Regions from separate parts of the Cricetulus griseus genome. Here region 2 is linked to region 1. The links are chromatin contacts, called in public Micro-C maps. All regions are on one chromosome and are shown on one strand. Each heading gives the region's core, a stretch centred on a gene start, on an enhancer-like site or on the middle of the called end of the contact. The rest is flanking DNA. Distances are from core to core; before and after follow the strand shown.

Evidence for each region. Hi-C and Micro-C count contacts between places; a contact is called where the count stands out from the background.
Region 2: a contact with region 1 is called in a Micro-C map of the CHO-K1 cell line, with 5 times the contacts expected there. The contact joins the enhancer-like site here to the promoter of LOC100774416 in region 1. A contact is called at or near these places in 6 of 8 Hi-C or Micro-C datasets (the CHK-Q cell line, the CHL-YN cell line, the CHO-K1 cell line and 2 more).

What each region holds. Positions count from the first base shown.
Region 1 is chr2:248,927,537-248,930,670 of CriGri-PICRH-1.0, reverse strand. It overlaps LOC100774416 (tRNA (guanine(10)-N2)-methyltransferase homolog), which reads left to right and starts at 1,521. Exons shown (of 16, transcript XM_027398419.2): 1 at 1,521-1,913. The coding sequence starts at 1,731.
Region 2 is chr2:249,024,270-249,027,403 of CriGri-PICRH-1.0, reverse strand. The region is part of intron 3 of Ncoa7 (nuclear receptor coactivator 7); the gene reads left to right. Among named protein-coding and RNA genes, the nearest start is that of Ncoa7, 69 kb to the left of the region's middle. Within about 2 kb of position 1,718, at least 2 of the 6 cell types and tissues checked have open chromatin away from gene starts, as enhancers often do. A contact at or near this core is called in the CHO-K1 cell line and fibroblasts, where this site is marked.

The DNA.
Region 1 (3,134 bases), core at 272-2,771:
TGTTCATCAGACAGTTTCAGAATGTGTACTTCTACCTTTACACTATGAGAGCACCAAGAGTGAAGAATGAAGCTCCTTCCCTTCTCAAAGCCAAGGTCAACTCAATGGCTTTAAATGTCAAGAAAGCCGTGCTGAAAAGGCTTTTACAGCCACAAAAAGATCTGTACATTACCTCCTTCCCACGGTCCAAGAGGCAGCACAAGTACCCAAGTACATATACAAATAAGAACATATTTGTGTACTTATACATAAAATATATAATAATATAGGTATAATATATTATGTATAATACATACAGGCATAAAACACAAAAGGAAAATAATAATACTTAAGTTTGGCAAGGTCTAATTTTCTGATTCTGAATTCTATCTCCCCTTCTGAGGATCTGTGAAGCTACTATAGTGATTCTCCACCCAGGTGGCTAACTACAAAGTGAATGAAACGTGTCTTGAACGTGTATGTACTTTTACCTAACATATGTTACTGTTTTGGACAACTGCCTAATTCACCTAACATCATTACAGAATGCAATATCACACTAAGTAACTATTATTGTTGTTATTAAATCAACAGGCACCAGTGTCACAACTATTATAATAAGATTCCATGTAAAATTTCAGCCTCAAAAGAGAAGCGTGGCCAGCACAGTACTATGAGGCTGAGGCAGGAAGACTCCCAGGTAAGGCCAGCCTTGGCTACTCATCCAGACCTCATCTCAAAACAAAAGTGTATAACAATAACAAAAAATTTCTATGGATTCTAGAATCCATAAATGTTGAACTGTGTCATCATTTATGTGACAGGAAAAAAACTCTGAATCTATTTCTTTCTGTAGAGCTGTAAGTAAAAAAAAAAATCATTCTTGGGCAGCTTCACAATTAAAGAAACAGTGCATATTTGGTGTTCAGCTATGTATTGTAAAAGCTGAGGTCAAATCACACCTAAGGTACTTTCTCAGCGGGCATAATTGTTACCAAATTCTCCCCACTTCTAAATCCTAGGGGAGGAAGAGAACATTCTTGCAATGAACCAACCAAATCATACAAGCCCAAGAGCTAGCGGGGAACTCCTGAAGTACTGTCTTTTCTTTGTACGTGACATATATGCGATGGGAAAGATCCTTGTTTGGGTTTACACTGTACCGTCCACGACAAAAAATAAACAGGTGTGAAGTTCAGTTTGGCCTTTTTTAGTTTCAGACCCTGAAATTACTGTGGCCGAACAAGTACACGGCAAACACGGGACATTGACTTTGCTCGTCCTTTTAAAGCCTTAAAAAAACCAAACTTTTCTTTTGTACTGTTTCTTTTCGTGATGGCAGCGCCACTGCAGAGAAGCGGTGAACAACGCCCTTGCACTTTAGACCAAGGTCATTGGCAACTCCCAAGCACCTCAGGCAGCGAGCGCGGAACAAGGCGTTGGGGTAGCGGGCTCCCGCGGCTGAGCAAGCACGTCATCATCGGCGCGGCAGCGCGTCATCATCGGCGCGCCGCGCGGGGGAGGGGCGGGTCCTGGAGACGTCCTCGCTCGCCCTCTAATGGAGGCCGGGTCCGAGGCCGCGCGCCGTCGCTCGGCTCCCTCTCCCGGAGTGTGGCGCTGCCCGAGCGCCAGCTTGCTGTCGCTAGGAAGGCCAGGCAGGGGCGGCGACTCCTGGGCCGGCAGTCGCGCGCGCGCGCGGGCGCGGCGGGCCCTCCTCAGCTGGGCTGGGCTTGACGTGCCTCTCGGCCGCCATGGCTGAGAAGCAAGCGGACCTAGCTGGGGACCGGGCTCCTCCTGACAGTGTGGCAGCCCCCAAAGCGGGACCTGCGGCGTCCTCGCCCGGGACCTCGGAGCCCGGGGACTACGACAGCGCCTGCGTGTTCTGCCGCATCGCGGCGGGGAAGGAACCCGACACGGAGCTCTTGCACTGCGAGGTGGGCGGCGATGGCGCGGTGGGTGGGTGGGAACCAGACCTCCCGCCCCTGCCCGCTGCCCCTGGCTCTGCGCGGACCCGCCGAGCTGCGGGGACCCAGAGGTCTGCAGTGGCGCCTTGGCTGCTCTTTTGAGAGAGATGGTAGCGATAGGAGTCAGGCACCCACGTCTCCCTCTGCACCCGTTTGCCACGCAATGCACTCTGCGCCCTTGCTGTTATCACAGGGGGGGCTCCCTCTTCTCTAGTCAGTCATTGTCAATTCGGCATACTTCTGCTGTCGGTAGGGAGGTGACAGCGAGCAGAAAATAGATCATGGGCCTGGGGAAGAAGTCTGAGTTTGCTTGAAAATAGGCCGGAATGGGGTTTCTGGACTGGATCTGAAGTCGAACCGTCACTTACCAGCTCATGGCTTTCAAGTGGCCACGCCACCCAAGAAAGTGTTTCGTCCTCCCGCACCAACCGTGAGCTCCTCCCCTTTTCATTACAAGATATTGCCAGGTTCAGTCCTGTGCAGATCAAATGCAGGTAATCGTAGCTGGTGCGAGTTCTAGATTGCAGCAGTCTTGCCGTGCCTGTAAATCATTATTCCATAAAACTCCCCCTTTACTCTGGCTCTTTTTTTTTTTTACACCCCATCATCACGAGTAAAGAGTTAATCTTTTTTAGAGCGATTAATCATCTTGCATTTAAAATTGTCATCACACATTTATTTGTTGTAAACACCTGAACCGATTGGGCTTATTCAAGGTCTGGTATAGTTATATAATTAAGTACAGAGGAAATTATTTGATTTGGAATAATCAGTTACCAGCATTATGAAGAATCTGTTTGGGAAACTTTTCCAACAGAGGTCAGAGAAAATTCTTCACTTCACGGATCTCTGTATAGTTTTCTTACTGTATTTTTCAGAATTCGTTTGAGCAAGGTTACATACCACATAGTCTTAGCAGAGAGCATACCCATTCCAAAGGCAGTGTCTTACTTTTTATGTATGAGGCACAGATATACATATAATATACATAAATACCATGGCTGGCATTTGTATTGATAGAAATTATCTTTAAGGGCTCTTAGAAATAGCTGAACAATTGTGGCACAAGCCACAATTATATCTACAGAGTGAGTTCCAGGACAGTCAAGGATAGACAGAGATTAAAAAAAAGGGGGGGGGAGGGCTCTTAGAAAAAGAAAATGGAAAAAATGAAAAATCTTAGATTAAATT
Region 2 (3,134 bases), core at 469-2,968, 97 kb before region 1:
TGGGCTATGGCATACGTAATATTGATAGGCAAAGAGAGAAAAGATGAGATAGTGTCCAGAGAGCATACTGCAGTTAGAGCAATGAGATGAGATCTTGAAGACTTGTTCTGGAGGCCCTGAACCTGGTCCAGATTGTGACAGAGTTACAGAGAGGTGTGACTTCATACTGTGTTTAACATAACTTCTTAATGGGCCTAATGGTGTGTGGGATGGTTAGTGTCAGCTTACCAGGTTCTAGAATCACCTGTGATACAAACCTCCAGGCACATCTGGCAGACAATATTTAGCCTATGGACATGTCTTCAAGGGAATCTTTTGATCAGGTTAGTTGAGGTGGGAGAATCCATCTTGAAAGTGGGTAGCACCGTTCCCTGAGCACAAACACCAATTGCTCCTTGTTTGCTGGCTGAGGATGCATCATGACCAGCGGCTTCACCCCCTGCTTCTCTGACCATCAGAACGGTCTGTGCATTAAATTGTGAGCCTGAGCACGCCCTTCCTTCCTCAGTTACTTTACCGGGTACAGTATCACAGCACTGAGAAAGTGACACTGTGCCTGTCAAGGATACGCTGTGTGGCAGTGAGACGGTGGTGAGAGCTGCCTCACAGCCATTGCTCCAACAGTTACCCATGAAGAGTCTGCCCTCAGCAGTGAACATGGAGCTTTTAGCATTGCAGAGGGCAAAGATGGTTAAACACTGTGACCTACAGCGAAGTTGGTGACATTACTTTCAATCCACCAATGTGCTCAATAGTCCTGTACATTCCACCCTGGTGAATGAGGTGCCTGAGTCATTAATATGCTTACACTTACAATTTAACATATCAGTGTACTCCCTTCCAAAAGAAAGAGAATTAAAGAAAGTTGCATTTTGTCTTGTCTTGTGTGACTTGTTGCTTTTTTAAAATGACTTCCTCCTGTAGAGGAATCTGTTGAACATATATTGTTGAGTTTAAGATAACACTCTTTGTCTTTACCTCACTAACTTTTCCTGACCTCACAAAATCAGTTCAGTTACCTCATCTTCTGGGAATACCTTCCTGGCTCTGTCCTGCATTTTCATGATTTTATCCATTCTCTGTTTGCAGGCTGGGATGATTGAGACCCTGTAGTACCTCCACCATGACAGGTGCTCGTGTGTGTGTGTGTGTGTGTGTGTGTGTGTGTGTGAGAGAGAGAGAGAGAGAGAGAGAGAGAGAGAGAGAGAGAGTGTGTGTGTGAGTGTGAGTGTGTGTGTGTGAGAGAGAGAGAGAGAGAGAGTGTGTGTGTGTGTGTGTGTGTGTGTGTGAGAGAGAGAGAGAGAGAGAGAGAGAGAGAGAGAGAGAGAGAGAGAGAGAGAGACTTCTGTGTTCATGTGTAGAAGCCAACCTGAAGTGTCATTACAGAGTCACCATCTACTTTGTATTTTGTACAGGGTCTCTTAGTGGCCTATAACTCATCTAGTAGGCTAGCCTGGCTATCAAGGAAGTCCCAAAGTTCTATCTCTGCCTCCCAGTGCTGAGATTATGTGGGCCATCCTACCAGACATATATGTGTATGTATGCATGTATGTATATGTATATGTATATGTATATGTACTGGAGATCAAGCTCAGGTCTTCATACATACTTTGCTGACTCAGTTACATACCTGTCCTGAAGACGAGTGTATAGTTGAATGAATACTCTGGTTTTATTTGTTGAATTCTCTAGGATATTGGTAACAGTACAGTCACTGCATTGAAATTGGCATGTGGTTTTCCTTGGTAGCAATGAGTAAAGAGATGTCATCTCCTAAGAATGGCAGTGATGGCCACTGGCTTGGAGATTTGGGGCAACTTTCATCAGGAAAATCCAGTGCAGGGATCAAGCCTCTGGGTGAACCTCTAAATTTCAGGCCTCATTGGCTCTTACCACATTTGACCATTTGTCTCTGACAAACAAGGCCTCAGATTTGATTGGCCTCACAGAATCTTTCTGTTTCCTTCTAGATGCCATAGTTCTGTACCACTAGGGGGAGCATCAGACCTTGAGTAAAGAGTCATTCCTGTTCCAGGGCCCTGCTTCTTTCTGTGGTGTTACTCTGGCTGTGGCAGGAAAGTCAACAGATTTGAGGATGCTAAGGATTTAGACCTGTAAAACTCAAACTTGGGGGATCCCCGTTATTTCATGGATGAATCCGAAGTGATGAAGGCAGGTTATGCTGGTCTGAGACAGGACCTTAGAGAAATGAAGTTCTGAGGAGAAATTTTACTCAAAGACAGAACAGTATATGCTAATTAGCATAGTGTCTGAGGAAGAAAAAGAACAAAGTCAGTACATGGCATGTTTGGAAACTCAAGAATGAGGAAGGAAAGTGATGGAGTTTTTGTTTGGAGGTGTTTTTGAAAGGCTAAGTCGTTTCTCTCAACGGGCCTAGTTAAGTGTTCCTTACAGATGTGAGTGTGTCTGTGTAAAAGTTGTGATACAAGGAACAAACAGATGCAAAAGAAGAAGCTAGTGGTGGTAAGTGGCAGCTTGGGCTCAGAAAGGCAGACCGAAGAGGTGTAAGTGAGAGTTGTATTATCTGGGTACACAAGTTATGAGGGAGTTAGTTTGTTTTATCTCAAGACAGGGCCTCACTATATAGTTCTGGCTGCCCTGGAACATGCTGGCCTCAAACTCACAGATTCACCTGCCTCTGCCTCCCTGTACCACTATGCTCTACAGGAGTTTTTTCCCTTTGTTTATTGAATATTATGCATTGCAGAAGAATATTTTGACAAAGTGATAGTCTTGCTTTTTCAGATAGATGTATCTGTGACTCACTGAAGCCTTGGGTAGTAAGTCATTACCATCTCCTGACATCTCAATAAGTTGACAACAAAGAGTGTTTTGGAAAGATGGAGTCACTAGAATTGCCTCATTATAGCAGCATGGACCTTATTCTGTAAATGTTCTATTTTGTTTCTGAGAAGAGTAGGAAAGGAAGTATCACATTAAGGCAGATTGCATTAGAGAACTCAAGGCCAGTATCTAGCACAGCATCTAGGGGCAGTAAATATCATAGTGCTTCTAGAGCAAGTGAATTCCACCTTTCTGTGCTTGCATTTATATTTGCTGGTACACAGAACTTTTCTTAACTTCTATTTATATTGTTTAAGAAGTTGTGTAGG